Linked DNA regions of Mus musculus: region 1 is linked to region 2. A link is a contact called in public ChIA-PET data. All regions are on one chromosome and are shown on one strand. The core of a region is the stretch at or near the end of the contact, and the rest is flanking DNA. Distances in the headings are between cores, read along the strand shown. Region 1 overlaps Trak2 (trafficking protein, kinesin binding 2). Region 2 holds the start of Casp8 (caspase 8).

The links. ChIA-PET counts read pairs in DNA pulled down with a chosen protein or histone mark.
Region 1: a contact with region 2 is called in an RNA polymerase II ChIA-PET map of effector CD8 T cells, with 4 times the contacts expected there. The contact joins the enhancer-like site here to the promoter of Casp8 in region 2. A contact is called at or near these places in 1 of 39 promoter capture datasets (the SN4741 cell line), 2 of 15 datasets of contacts at CTCF or cohesin (the NIH/3T3 cell line and large pre-B cells), 13 of 115 datasets of contacts at active chromatin or transcription factors (the 230-238 cell line, the SCID.adh cell line, bone marrow-derived macrophages and 7 more) and 4 of 9 other capture datasets (adipose tissue, embryonic trunk, liver and 1 more).

The regions. Positions count from the first base shown.
Region 1 is chr1:58,955,004-58,960,543 of GRCm38.p6, reverse strand. The region is part of intron 1 of Trak2 (trafficking protein, kinesin binding 2); the gene reads left to right. Among named protein-coding and RNA genes, the nearest start is that of Trak2, 16 kb to the left of the region's middle. Within about 2 kb of position 4,048, at least 91 of the 459 cell types and tissues checked have an H3K27ac peak or open chromatin away from gene starts, as enhancers often do. A contact at or near this core is called in the 230-238 cell line, bone marrow-derived macrophages, effector CD8 T cells and 3 more, where this site is marked.
Region 2 is chr1:58,792,837-58,799,144 of GRCm38.p6, reverse strand. Casp8 (caspase 8) reads right to left here and starts at 3,771. Exons shown (of 9, transcript NM_009812.2): 1 at 3,407-3,771.

The sequences.
Region 1 (5,540 bases), core at 2,799-5,298, 160 kb before region 2:
GGTACCCATATAAATTGATACTGACATTTTTTTAATTTCATTTTTTTAAATAGATATTTTCTTCATTTACATTTCGAATGTTATCCTGAAAGTCCCCTATACCCTCCCCCGCCCTACTCCCCAACCCACCCTCTCCCGATGATTACTGGCCCTGGCATTCCCCTGGGGCATATGATCTTCGCAATACCAGGGTCTCTCCTCCCACTAATGGCCAACTAGGCCATCCTCTCCTACATATGCAACTAGAGGCACAGTTCTGGGGGTACTGGTTAGTTCATATTGTTGATTGCTACTGATATTTCTAATTTAAAGTTATGAAATGCCAGTTTGAGCTAAAGATTGAAACATGAGCTATGATTGCCATGGAGTGGGAAATGAAGGTCTTTGAAGTAATGTGACTTCTAGGGTGAGAAAGAGGAGGGCTCGTGAGAAAATCTTGAAATGTGGGATAGTGACTGTTAAAGGTAGTAGAGAAAGACTCAAACACCCCAGTTAATTGCGTCCCTCAAGCTTGGAACCCAGTTGTCTCCTGAGTTAACAGTAGCCATAGCTCAAAAAGTTATCTATTCTTTGTTCTCTGAATTTTATTGTTAAACAAAAATTATCCATTACATATAAAATTTCACTCAAAAAGTAACATTAGGGACTAGAAAGATGACTCAGCAGTTAAGAGTTCCATTCCCAGCCCAGTGGCTCACGACAGTCTGTAACTCCAGCTCTAGGGCATCTGGTATCCTCTTCTGAGCTCTGTGGGCACCAGGCATGCATGGGATGCACAAACCAGGTAAAACACTTACACACATAAAAATAAAAAACAAATCTTGTCTTAAAATTCTAAAGATCTTTGACAATTGGCTTTGCAAAACAAGGCTTAGGTTTATGACAAATATAATTGAAAATTCTTTTGTGTGGTAGAATTACATTAAAATACTTACATGTCTTAGATATGCGGAGCTGCATGTGTTTATAAAGATGTTTATAGTAAACATGCCTGCATCCTGAGCGTCACCCAGCCCTCTTTAAACTGTACTGCAGTTCTGGATGGTCCTGCACTCAGCCTCCTGTGTTTGAAGAGCATGGCGCCTGGCCCTGTGCTCTGGGCACCTGACGCAGGGTCCTGCACGCAGCCTCCTGTGTTTGAAGAGCATGGCGCCTGGCCCTGTGCTCTGGGCACCTGACGCAGGGTCCTGCACGCAGCCTCCTGTGTTTGAAGAGCATGGCGCCTGGCCCTGTGCTCTGGGCACCGACGCAGGGTCCTGCACTCAGCCTCCTGTGTTTGAAGAGCATGGCGCCTGGCCCTGTGCTCTGGGCACCGACGCAGGGGAGCTTCTGCTTCTAAAACCTCCGAGTTCTGCGGTTTTTACGTAACTGAAGGATTTGTGATGATTTTAATACCAAAACCAAATTATTTTTATTCTTAAAAGATATAGAGAATAGATGAGCATACATTTCTTCTCACTCTTTCTGTTTAGCATTTTGATATTCCTTACTGCTGCCCTGAAATTGCTGTTCTCAAGGGGTCGGAGCTGTTTGATTTCCCAGGACAGCCTTAAGCCTGACAGCATGATTGCATCTGTTTAGTTAGTTGTTAGTATTCTGTGGCACTAGAAGCTCAGCTGCCAGCCCCTTTTGTAATCTAGTATCTTAGTTTTGCCACTCAACATTGAAAGTGCTTTCTGGCTTGCTGGGCTGGGTTTGTTTCTTCCCAGAAGTACAGACCTATTTCAGTACCTACAGAACCTGTCACATAAAATGCCTCCTCTCAAGATGTTTTCTGGTTTTGGTTAAGGGACTCCACAAGCATGTTATAGTACTTACTCTGTGTTACCCATGTTTTAAAGACCTCTGTCCATTTTTTACCATTTTATCAATTTTATCTGTTGCTGTAGTTAAACAGATACACATTTTCCTTGTTTAAAAAGATTTTGAGGTAACTGATGATTTTATTAATATCCTGTGATGTAAATTTTGACAAAAGTACCCTATGAGCTAATATTTTAATGTGTCTGTGACTCACATGTCAGCAGAATATCAAGAGCAGTGATTCTCAACCTTCTTAAAGCTGCAAGCCTTTAACACAGCTCCCCATCTTGTGGTGACCCCCATCCCAACCATGAGATTATTTTTGTTGCTACTTCATAACTAATTTTGCTACTGTTGGGAATCATAATGTAACTCTCTGACATGCAGGATATCTGATATGCAGCCCCTAAAAAGAGTAATTTAACAGCCTCCACAAAGGGTCATGACCCACAGATTGAGGACTGCTGCTCTAGACCCACCAAGACGAAATGGACAGCCAAAACCCTCCCTAAGCTCTCTGCAGTCCTGGTAGTCCTGTGGCCTCTGAGCTGCTACCTGTGCTGATTTCTGTTCTCTCTGCTTAGGAAAAAGGAAGGCCAGTTGCTCTCCTAGTCTCATGCAGAGCAGCTTAGCCTCCTTTGACCTTCAACCCTGAATGACCTTTCCACATATTCCCTGGTGGTTGGGCTGGGCTGCAAGGCAGTCTTGGCCCAGGCACTTACTAAACATTTCCCAACTACTTTCTCCTGATCGAAGCTCTACTGTTTAGCAGTGGACAGTGTGGACTTAGTAAAATTTAATGATAAAAGTTGCTTTTTAGTAACAACTTTTTCAGTTAAATAGTCTTACAGCTATTTAAATATTGCATATTAAACTTGTAAGAAATCTGTCTTGAAAAACTTTGATTAAAATGTAACTTTTATACTACATGCCATATGTAACTCTTTTGCCAAGTGGCACAGAGAAGATAATGCCTATTTAACAGGATAGAATTTAAACATCAAATTGTTTTTCTTGAAAAAAAAGAAGGCACCACTGTTTGCTGAATGCGACACTAGTTTGCCCATTTGAAGTCTATATTTAACATTATTTTCCATCCCATTTCCTTTGAATAAGCTATCATATGACTATCCCTAAATAACTTGACTACCAAAAGTACTGGATGGTCATCCAGTTGCTAACCATTCATGACAGTGAGACTGAGGAGATAGAGGAAAGAAAGACAGGAATCTAAAGATGTATAAACATCAGGCAAGTCTGGTTTAGTATCTTCCTCCAGCCTCTCCCCCTCCTGTCACCTCTGCTTCCTGAGGGCTGGAATTACAGGCATGTGCCACCACATCTGGTTGTTTTAAGCATTTTAATATAACCCCTTGTCCTTGACTCTGTGCCATCAAGCGTCAAATGAAATTCCTGTTGAGAAGTGTAGTTTTAAAAGCATGGCTTCCTCAGTTTGCTTCCATGTGATGTGTAGGGGTAGTATCCTTGTGGCCTTCTAATCTGTGCGCAGACATGCCATGGCTTTGGTTCTAGATCCGAAGGCAGCCAGGAAGAGCTTGGGTCAGAGTTAGCTCATCTTATAAATGAAGATTTAGGGGTTTTTGTTTGTTTGTTTGTTTTGCTTTGTTTGTTTTTCTAAAGAATTAGCAAAAGAGAACAGCAATCTCATACAACAAATGGTATATGGCTTTTCTAAAGCTTTCAGTACCTGACTCTTAACAGGAAATGTTTGCTGAGTCTTGTTACAGATTCTCGAGTTTTAAAGTGAATTAATAACCGCTAATTGTTTAGAGATCATCAATGGAAATAATGGTTGATTGTATAATTAAATATTCTAAATACTGGATACTCGTAAATACAATGTCTAGGTTAACATGGAAAAAAGATAAATATTTCTCTAGCAGCTAAACATTGTATCTTGTGAATGATGGTGAAACATCATGAATAATTTTCATTTGATTCTTTGTATGCTGTCTTAAATTTCTAGATGCATTTATTGTATTTATAGTGAGAAACAAAAATACGTACTTGAATATGTACATGTTGTTTTCGTTTGTGTTGGAAAGGTAAAATAACTGAACAGAAATGCACAGTGCAGTTGGTAGCCAATTTTGGCAGATGAAATAGAGGAATACACTTTATTATGCTTCGTTCTTAAACCCTTAGCATGTCCGACCTAAACCTGGCAAACAGTGCATTAGAGCACTTCCTAGGCAGCCAAGCCGCTAACTCCTGAGAACATCCGCCCTGCGGCTTTGCACTTGCTTTGCCCCTTACGTTAGTTGAACCTGACTGCTGAGGAGCAGTTAAGTCACATCAGGAAACGTGGTGGCGTTTTGAGAAATGTGCCAGGAAGTGTGCCACAGAGTTCCCATTGCAGAACTGTGTGTGCATGTTGGTGTGTCCAGGAACAAGCTTAGCCTAAGAACGGAAGGGTGTAACAGTAATTATATGGCTCACTGATAAAAGAGCAGTGGGCTTTAAACAGTTTATGGGTTTTTAATACTTCTTTTTTAAACTTATATTAAGCTTATACCATCAAAGTTCCATCTTCCTCACATTAAAGGTAAACATTTCAATATGTCTATACATACTAAGTGTGCAAATTAAATGTGGAAAATATTTCACGCATATAAGTGGAATTGATTGTTGCTTTATTCAGTTAGCATTTGATTCTGGTGCATGTTGCCCTACAGTGTATCTCTACCCCATTTTACCTGCACTTTGAAGAGTAGGCTTTGCCTTCCTGTCATCAACAGTGCTACGGGAAACAACCTCCAGCCATGTCTCTATGTAGGTGACATCACAGTTCTTTGGAGTAGATAATAAACCTAGGGGCAGAAGCTCTTGCTGTAAGGTTGCCAAGTCACTCCTGATAGTCTTTGAATGGCTGCACCAGTCTGGATTGTGTGGTGGAAAAAATTTTGTATAAGAAGCTCTTTTAGAGCACTAGTTACAGAGCCGTGTGGTTCTTCTTTGAGCCCCTACATCATGGCTAGTGGCAGCTGCAGAGACTGCATAGCAGTCTACTGTAAAAGGGGTGTGCATTTGAGAAGGGCTCTTAGCAGGGTAGATGGAGAGACGCTGCTCTGAGTTATGCATCTTCTTCGTCCAGACAACCAGGTGCCAGGAATGGTTTGTTTCCAATTTATGTTTCTACCTCCTGAGTACTTAAATTTATACTATATTTTTTTAAAACCTAATTGGGCCAGGAGATGGCTTAGCTGGTAAAAGAGGGACTGTACTTAATGTTTCTCACTTTCAACTTTGAATATCAATATGTGCATGCATTAACATGCTTGGCTTTTATAGTATTAAGAGTTCATAGTATAAAAAATAAAATCCAATGGTAGTAGTAATCTCTATTAAATGCAATATTTAGTGCTTAACACACCTGGAATTTGAATTTTCAAGAGTAGGGACCACACTGCCTTTTGGAGGAAAAGTTCATAATAGCCCTTTGCTTTGGGGTTTCCCCTCGTGGACATGAAAGTGACCATAGAGAGCTTGTTTTCTGTGAGTGAGCAGCTCATGTGCCTTGCCTGCAAAGCCTGCCTCATTGTTGCTTTTTAGACCTTTCAACTGTATTTAGGACGGAATCATGGAGTCATTCGAAGGTCTTGAATCACAGATACTTATCAGCACTCTCCTATTTTCTTCCCATTTCATTTGTTGAACAAAACACAGAGAAACAGTATCCATTGCTACTTGGGTAGTTGAGCTGGACAGCTTCAAAA
Region 2 (6,308 bases), core at 2,522-5,021:
CAGCAGATAAAGGTGCTTGCTTCTAAAGCCTGGAACTCACAGGGTGAAACAAGAGCACGGTGGCATGCACATAGCTAAACACACACACACACACTAAACAAATGGGAAAAAAGTCAGAGAGGTTTCAAATTAGTAACTCAATGAAAACACCTTAAGACTGTGGCAAAATGAGAGCAAGCTAAACCCCAAAGCAACAGATGCTGTGGTGGTCTGAATGAGAACAGCCCTTACTGGAACTCTTTGAGAAGGATTAGGAGGTGTGGTCTTGCTGGAAAAAGACATATCACTGGGGGTGGGCTTCACCGTTTCAAAAGCCCATGCCAGGCCCAGTTTCTCACTCTCCATTGGCCTGTAACTTGTGGATCAGGTGAGCTCAGCTACTGGTCCAGCCAGCACTTTTCCTGCCTGCCTGTCCCCATGCGCCCCACAATGATGATAATGAACTAACCTTCTGAAACTGGAAGCAAGCTCCCAATTAAATGCTTTCTTCTAAAAGTTGCCTTGGTCATGGTGTTTCCTCATAGCAACAGAAAAATTAAGACATATGGGAAAAATAATTAAGATCAGGGCAGAAATTAATGAAACAAACCAAAACAAAACAAAAAATTTCACAAAGAATTAAAGAAGCAGAGTTGATATGAAGAAAAGATTAAAAACAACAAACAAACAAACTAAACCAAGCAAAAGAGAGAAAACCCACATTAACAAAGTTAGAAGCAACAAGGAAGACATTACAACTAATATCAATGAAATTTAGAAAAATCATATGAATATACCTGAAAAACTTTCATTCTACCTGCTTTTAGAATCTTAAAAAAAATAAAAGAATTAATTTCTAAAATTTTATTAACTAGCAAAAATAGGCCCCAGAAGTGTTTCACCTCTGATGGGCCTAGAGTCCTGCCTGGGCTTTGAGGGTTTGCTGACTTCCACAGCTAAGTCTTACTGTTACACAGGGATGTTCTCCTTGCTCCTAGTTCGATAGTTTCTACTTACAGCTAAAACAGAACAAAACAAAACAAAACAAACAAACAAACAAACAAAAAAACAAAAAAAACCAACCAACCAACCAACCAAACAAACAAACAAACAAAAAATAAGCCTAAAGTCAAAATCAGGGCTTTCCTACAGCAAACTCCCCAAAGAGGCAAACCCTGGGTCCTTCATTGTGTGAGCAAACCTGTGTACAAACACATAAGCTCCTTGCTGGGAATTAGTTAAAATATTTTCTGGTGTTAAAGAGAAGAAAAAGAAAAGGACTTTGAAACTGTGTTTTCTGCTACCTAAAATAGAATGTAAACTTTCAGAGTAAAGAGCGCCAACTTCACAGCTGAGGGAACTGAATGAGGCGCCCAAAAGCATATGTCCACCCTCGATGTCTGGGCAAAGGTGACACCATCGTACCAGGACCTTTAGCTGGCATTTGATTCTGCCCAGGAACCTGGGCACCATGGAAGCAGCAAAATCAAATCCTGTCTGTGGCCCAGTCCACTCCAGGAGTTACTATAGTTTTCCCAGCATCCTCTATAACCTCTACCCCAGTTCTGGCTCACTGTTTTCTGAGAATTTCCTGTCAGAGACCACGAACTTCCTGTGAGTGCAGCAACTGAAGCTCTCATGGTAATACTTGAACCACATAACAACAGCCTGAAAATCATCAATGAGAAGATACTGTGTAAAGAGGCAATGAACCTCTGTACAGGGGCAATGGGGGTGTGGTCTTGCTGGAAAAAACACATGGAGCTCCCCTATAGGCACTAAGCCCATGAGAGCATAGGATGACACATCACATGGGTCAGTAAATCCGAGGAATGTCAAATAAAGCAAGAAGATGCCCACTTTCTTATTAGAATTTCTTTTAAGTTGGAAGATTAAAAAAAAAGAAAGAAAGAAAAGAAAAGAAAAAGAAAAAAGAGCAACCTGATAGGGTGAGGTGGTCAGGCTATGCAGGCTGCTGGAGAAATCATATTAGTTCCTGGAGTGAACCTACCCACAAACAGAAATTACTGGGCAAAATCAAATAACAGCTAAATGGCCTGCTATGGGGTCACCTTTCTCCCTCCTGGGAAAGAGACATGGGAGACACACAGCCATGACCAGCAACTCCTCTGTGTCCACATACGAGTTCTTGAGTCTTCTTTAAATAGGTTTGTAAGAAACGGGAGCACTAATCGTCCTCATGCTAATTCAATCAATGCCATATTTATTTAAAAAAAGAAAGATTTGTCGATGAGACAACTCAGGAGTTTAAGAGCACTCAATGCTCTTGCAGACCACCTGGGTTCAGTTTCCAGCACCCATATAATGGCTGAAACTGTCTGTAAATCCAGTTCAAGGAATCTGTGCCGCCACCCCCCCCCCCCCCGCCCAGTACCAGGTGCACATACATACATGCAGGCAAAATACTCATACTCATGAAATTAAAATAGAAATAAATAATTTTTTAAAGAATGAAACTGAGACCTAGCCAAGCAGAAGGCACTTAGAGGACTCCCTTTAAAAAGACAAAAAAGAAAAAGAAAAAAAAGAAAGAAAAAAGAAAAGAAAAGAAAAGAAAAGAAAAGAAAAGAAAGGAAGGAAGGAAGGAAAGAAAGAAAGAGAAAGAAAGAGAGAGAGAGAGAGAGAGAGAGAGAGAGAGAGAAAGAAAGAAAGAAAGAAAGAAAGAAAGAAAGAAAGAAAGAAAGAAAGAAAGAAAGAAAGAAAGAAGAAACAGAAATATGACTGTATGATAATTCCTTACAGGTACTTAACAAGCCAGTCACCCTTACAACTGCTTAGCACGTAGAGGAATTACCGGCCTCAGGTCACCTGTAGCCCCCTCCCTCCCTCCTCTCTCATCCCCTCTCTGTGGGGGTTGGGGTGAGGGGGTGGGGGGTTGGTGTTTTAAGTGCAGAGCTAGTGCCCTACGACCCCCCACCCCCTGTACTGCCAGCACTCAGGAGGTGGAAGCAAGGTCGTAAGTTCAAGAAGCCTGAGCTTCTGCAGGAAATCATGAAACCAAAGAGGGACAGAGGGAGGGAGGGAGAGAGGAAGAGGAGAGGGAGGGAGAGGAGAAGGCAAAGAGAAGAAGAGGGAGAGAAAAAGGGAGGGGAGATGTTGGAGGAGAAGGAGAAAGGAAGAGAGAATTTGGGATTAGAGTTGATGGACGTCTGAGTTGGGAAGAGCACGAAAATCGCCGGAGGAAACGCAGCTCAAGCTAGAGGACTCCCCGGAGGATTAACTCAGCTCCAGGTCCTGAGCCAAACTACAAAGAAAGTAAGCCTAAGAAGTCCAATAAAGTTTTCTGGAGAGGCGGCGACGGCACCCCGATGGCTGCATTTCGGGGAGCGCCACGCGAGATCGACACCCACCGGTGGGATCTCGGCCCGCTGGTGGGAAAGGAACCCGACTGCTCTGCAGCACTCACCTGTGGCCGAGTACCTGCCGCGCCGGTCACAACTCCAGCTCGGGCGAGGCCTCCGCTGGCTTGGGCTTTCCGAGCCTCCAGCCCGGGCCGGCGCTCCCCAGAACTGTACTCACTTCCTGTTCCACGCCGGCTCACAGAGGTTTGCTACCGATTCCGAGAAGCTGGACTTTTAAGCACCGAAGTCAGAATGAAAGACAACTGAGAGAACTAGGGCATAGGGGACAGAAATGCCTCCGAATGTTTAGAGGCGTTTGAGTTAATCATTAGAGGTGGCATCCTGGTGCCAGCCCTAGAGGCCATAGGCTGCTTCGCTTTCTGCCCGCCTTAAGAGCTCCCGCCAGTTCTGGAGGACACTTCCTTATTCCCCCAGTCCAACCACACCTCCTTTCACGCAGAAACCCTCTGCTCTAGAAATGTCAGCACTCTCGGAGGTAGGGACAGGAAGATTAGAACAAGCAAGTTCCAGGCTATCCCAGAGACAGTGGAACCAGAGCTAATGGAATGAACGAACGAACACACACACACACACACACACACACACACACACACACACACACAAAGTTTAAAGGAGCCAACTACAAGAAGAAAGTGATTTCACACTGAACCAAACAACCAGCTATGCTGAGGGCCTAGGTCAGATCCATCAGGATCGCTGATTGTTGGTTCAGTCTCTGTGAGTGCCTATGAGGCCAGGTTAGTTGATTCTGTGAGTTTTCTTGTGGTGCCCTTGAGCTCTGATTCCTACAATCCTTCCTCCCCATATCCTGTAGGATTCCCCAAGCTCTGCCTATTGTGTGGCTGTAGGCCTCTCTGATGGCGACTATGTTAGATTTCTGTCTACAAGTATGGCAGAATATGATTAGAAAACATTTCATGCTTTTTTTTTTTTTTTTTTTTTTTTTTGGTCATGTTCAGTTCTATCTTAGCTGTCTGGGGCATCCAGCCTCTTGTTCCTGACCTCCATGAATTCAGTGTCAGAGGTGGCCTCCCTCTTGTGGCACAAGTCTCAAGAGAGACTAGTAATTGGATGGAGACTCCCACAAGTTCTGTGCCATCTTTTCTCCAGCACATCCTGCAGGCAGGATAAATGGTAGGTCAGAGGTTTGGGGTCTGAGTTGGTGTCCCAGTCTCTCCACTGGAAGGCTTGCCTGGCTACAGCAGACAGCTCCAAACCCCTCATTACTAGGAGTCATAGCAAGGGTCACCCTGATAGGTTTCTAGCCCCCACATTCCAGTCTTCTCTGCCATACTCTCTCCCTCCATCCTCGCCCAACCTGATCCCTCTGCTCCCATCCCCACATGCCCCCAGTTCCAATCCCATGATACCTACTCTATTTCTCCCTCCTAGGGAGATGGCTCCTTGTTACTTAGCCTCTCTGGGTCTGTGGATTGTAGCATGATTATCTTGTAATTTATAGCTAATGTCTGCTTATAAGTGAGTACGTACCATGCTTGTCTTTCTGGGTCTGAGTTACCCCACTCAGGATAGGTTTTTGTTTTTGTTTTTGTTTTCTGGTTCCATCCATTTGCTGGCAAATTTCATGATGTTAGGGGTTGTTTGTTTGGTTGTTTTGTCTTGTTTTTTTAACTCTGAATAATTCTCCATTGTGTAAATATACCACATTTTCTTTATCTCTTCTTTGTTTAGTGTATCTGGTTTTATGTTGAGGTTCTTGATACACTTGGACTAGAGTTTTGTGCAGTCAGGGTGGTAGATATAGATCTATATCCAGTTAGACCAGCACCATTTGTTAAAGATGCTTTCTTTTTTCCATTGAATAATTCTGGATTTCTTTATAAAAACTCAGGTGTCCATAGGTGGATTTACATCTGGGTCTTCAATTCCATCCCATTGATCAACCTGCCTGTTTTTATGCTCATACTGTGAGGTTTTTATTACTATAGTTCTGTAGCAGAGCTTGGAATAGGGGAAGTCAATATCTTTTATTGTACAGGGTTGCTTTTAGCTACCCTGGCCTTTTGTCTTTCCATATGAAGCTAAATACTATTCTTTCAAAGTCTATAAAAATGTGCTAGAATTTTGAAGGGGATTATACTGGATCTCCAGGTTGCTTTTGGTAAGATGGCCATTTTTACTATGTTAATCCTACCTATTCATTAGCATGGGAGAGCTCTCCACCTTTTGATATCTTTTTCAATTTCTTTAAATACTTGAAGTTTTTGTCATGTTTTCCACTTGTTTAACAAAAGATATTGTACATTATTTGTTGTTATTGTGAAGGATGTTGTTCCCCTGATTTATTTCTCAGCCTTTTTATCATCTGGATATGGGAGGGCTAGTGCTTTTTGTTGTTGTTTTGTTTTGTTTTTGAGTTAATCTTGTATCTAACCACATTGCTGAAGGTATTTAGCAGCTGTAGGAGTTCCATGGTGAAATTTTGGGGGGGTCACTTATGAATGCTATCATGTCATCTGCAAATATCAATACTATAGCTTTAATTTGTAATTTCCTTTAGTTGTCTTATTGCTAAAACTTCAAGTATTATACTGAAGAGATATGGAAGGAATGGACAGCCTTGCCTTATCCCTGATTTTAGTGGAATTGCGTTAAGTTTCTCTCCATTTAATTTGATGTTGGCTATACTCTTGCTGTAAATTACCTTTACTATGTTTAGGTATGTGCCCTGTATCCGTGATCTCTCCCAAGACTTTATCATGCAGAAGTGTTGGATTTTGTCAAAGGCTTTTTCAGCATTTAGTGGGATGACCGTGTGGATTTCTTCTTTCAGTTTGTTTATATGGTGGATTATGTTGATGAGTTTTCATATGTTGCACCATCCCTGCATCTCTGGGAGGAAGCCTACTTGATCATAGGAGATGATTTTTTGAAGTTGTTGTGCCAGGAAATGCCTACTCCACCATGGGACTGGCCTCCATCTTA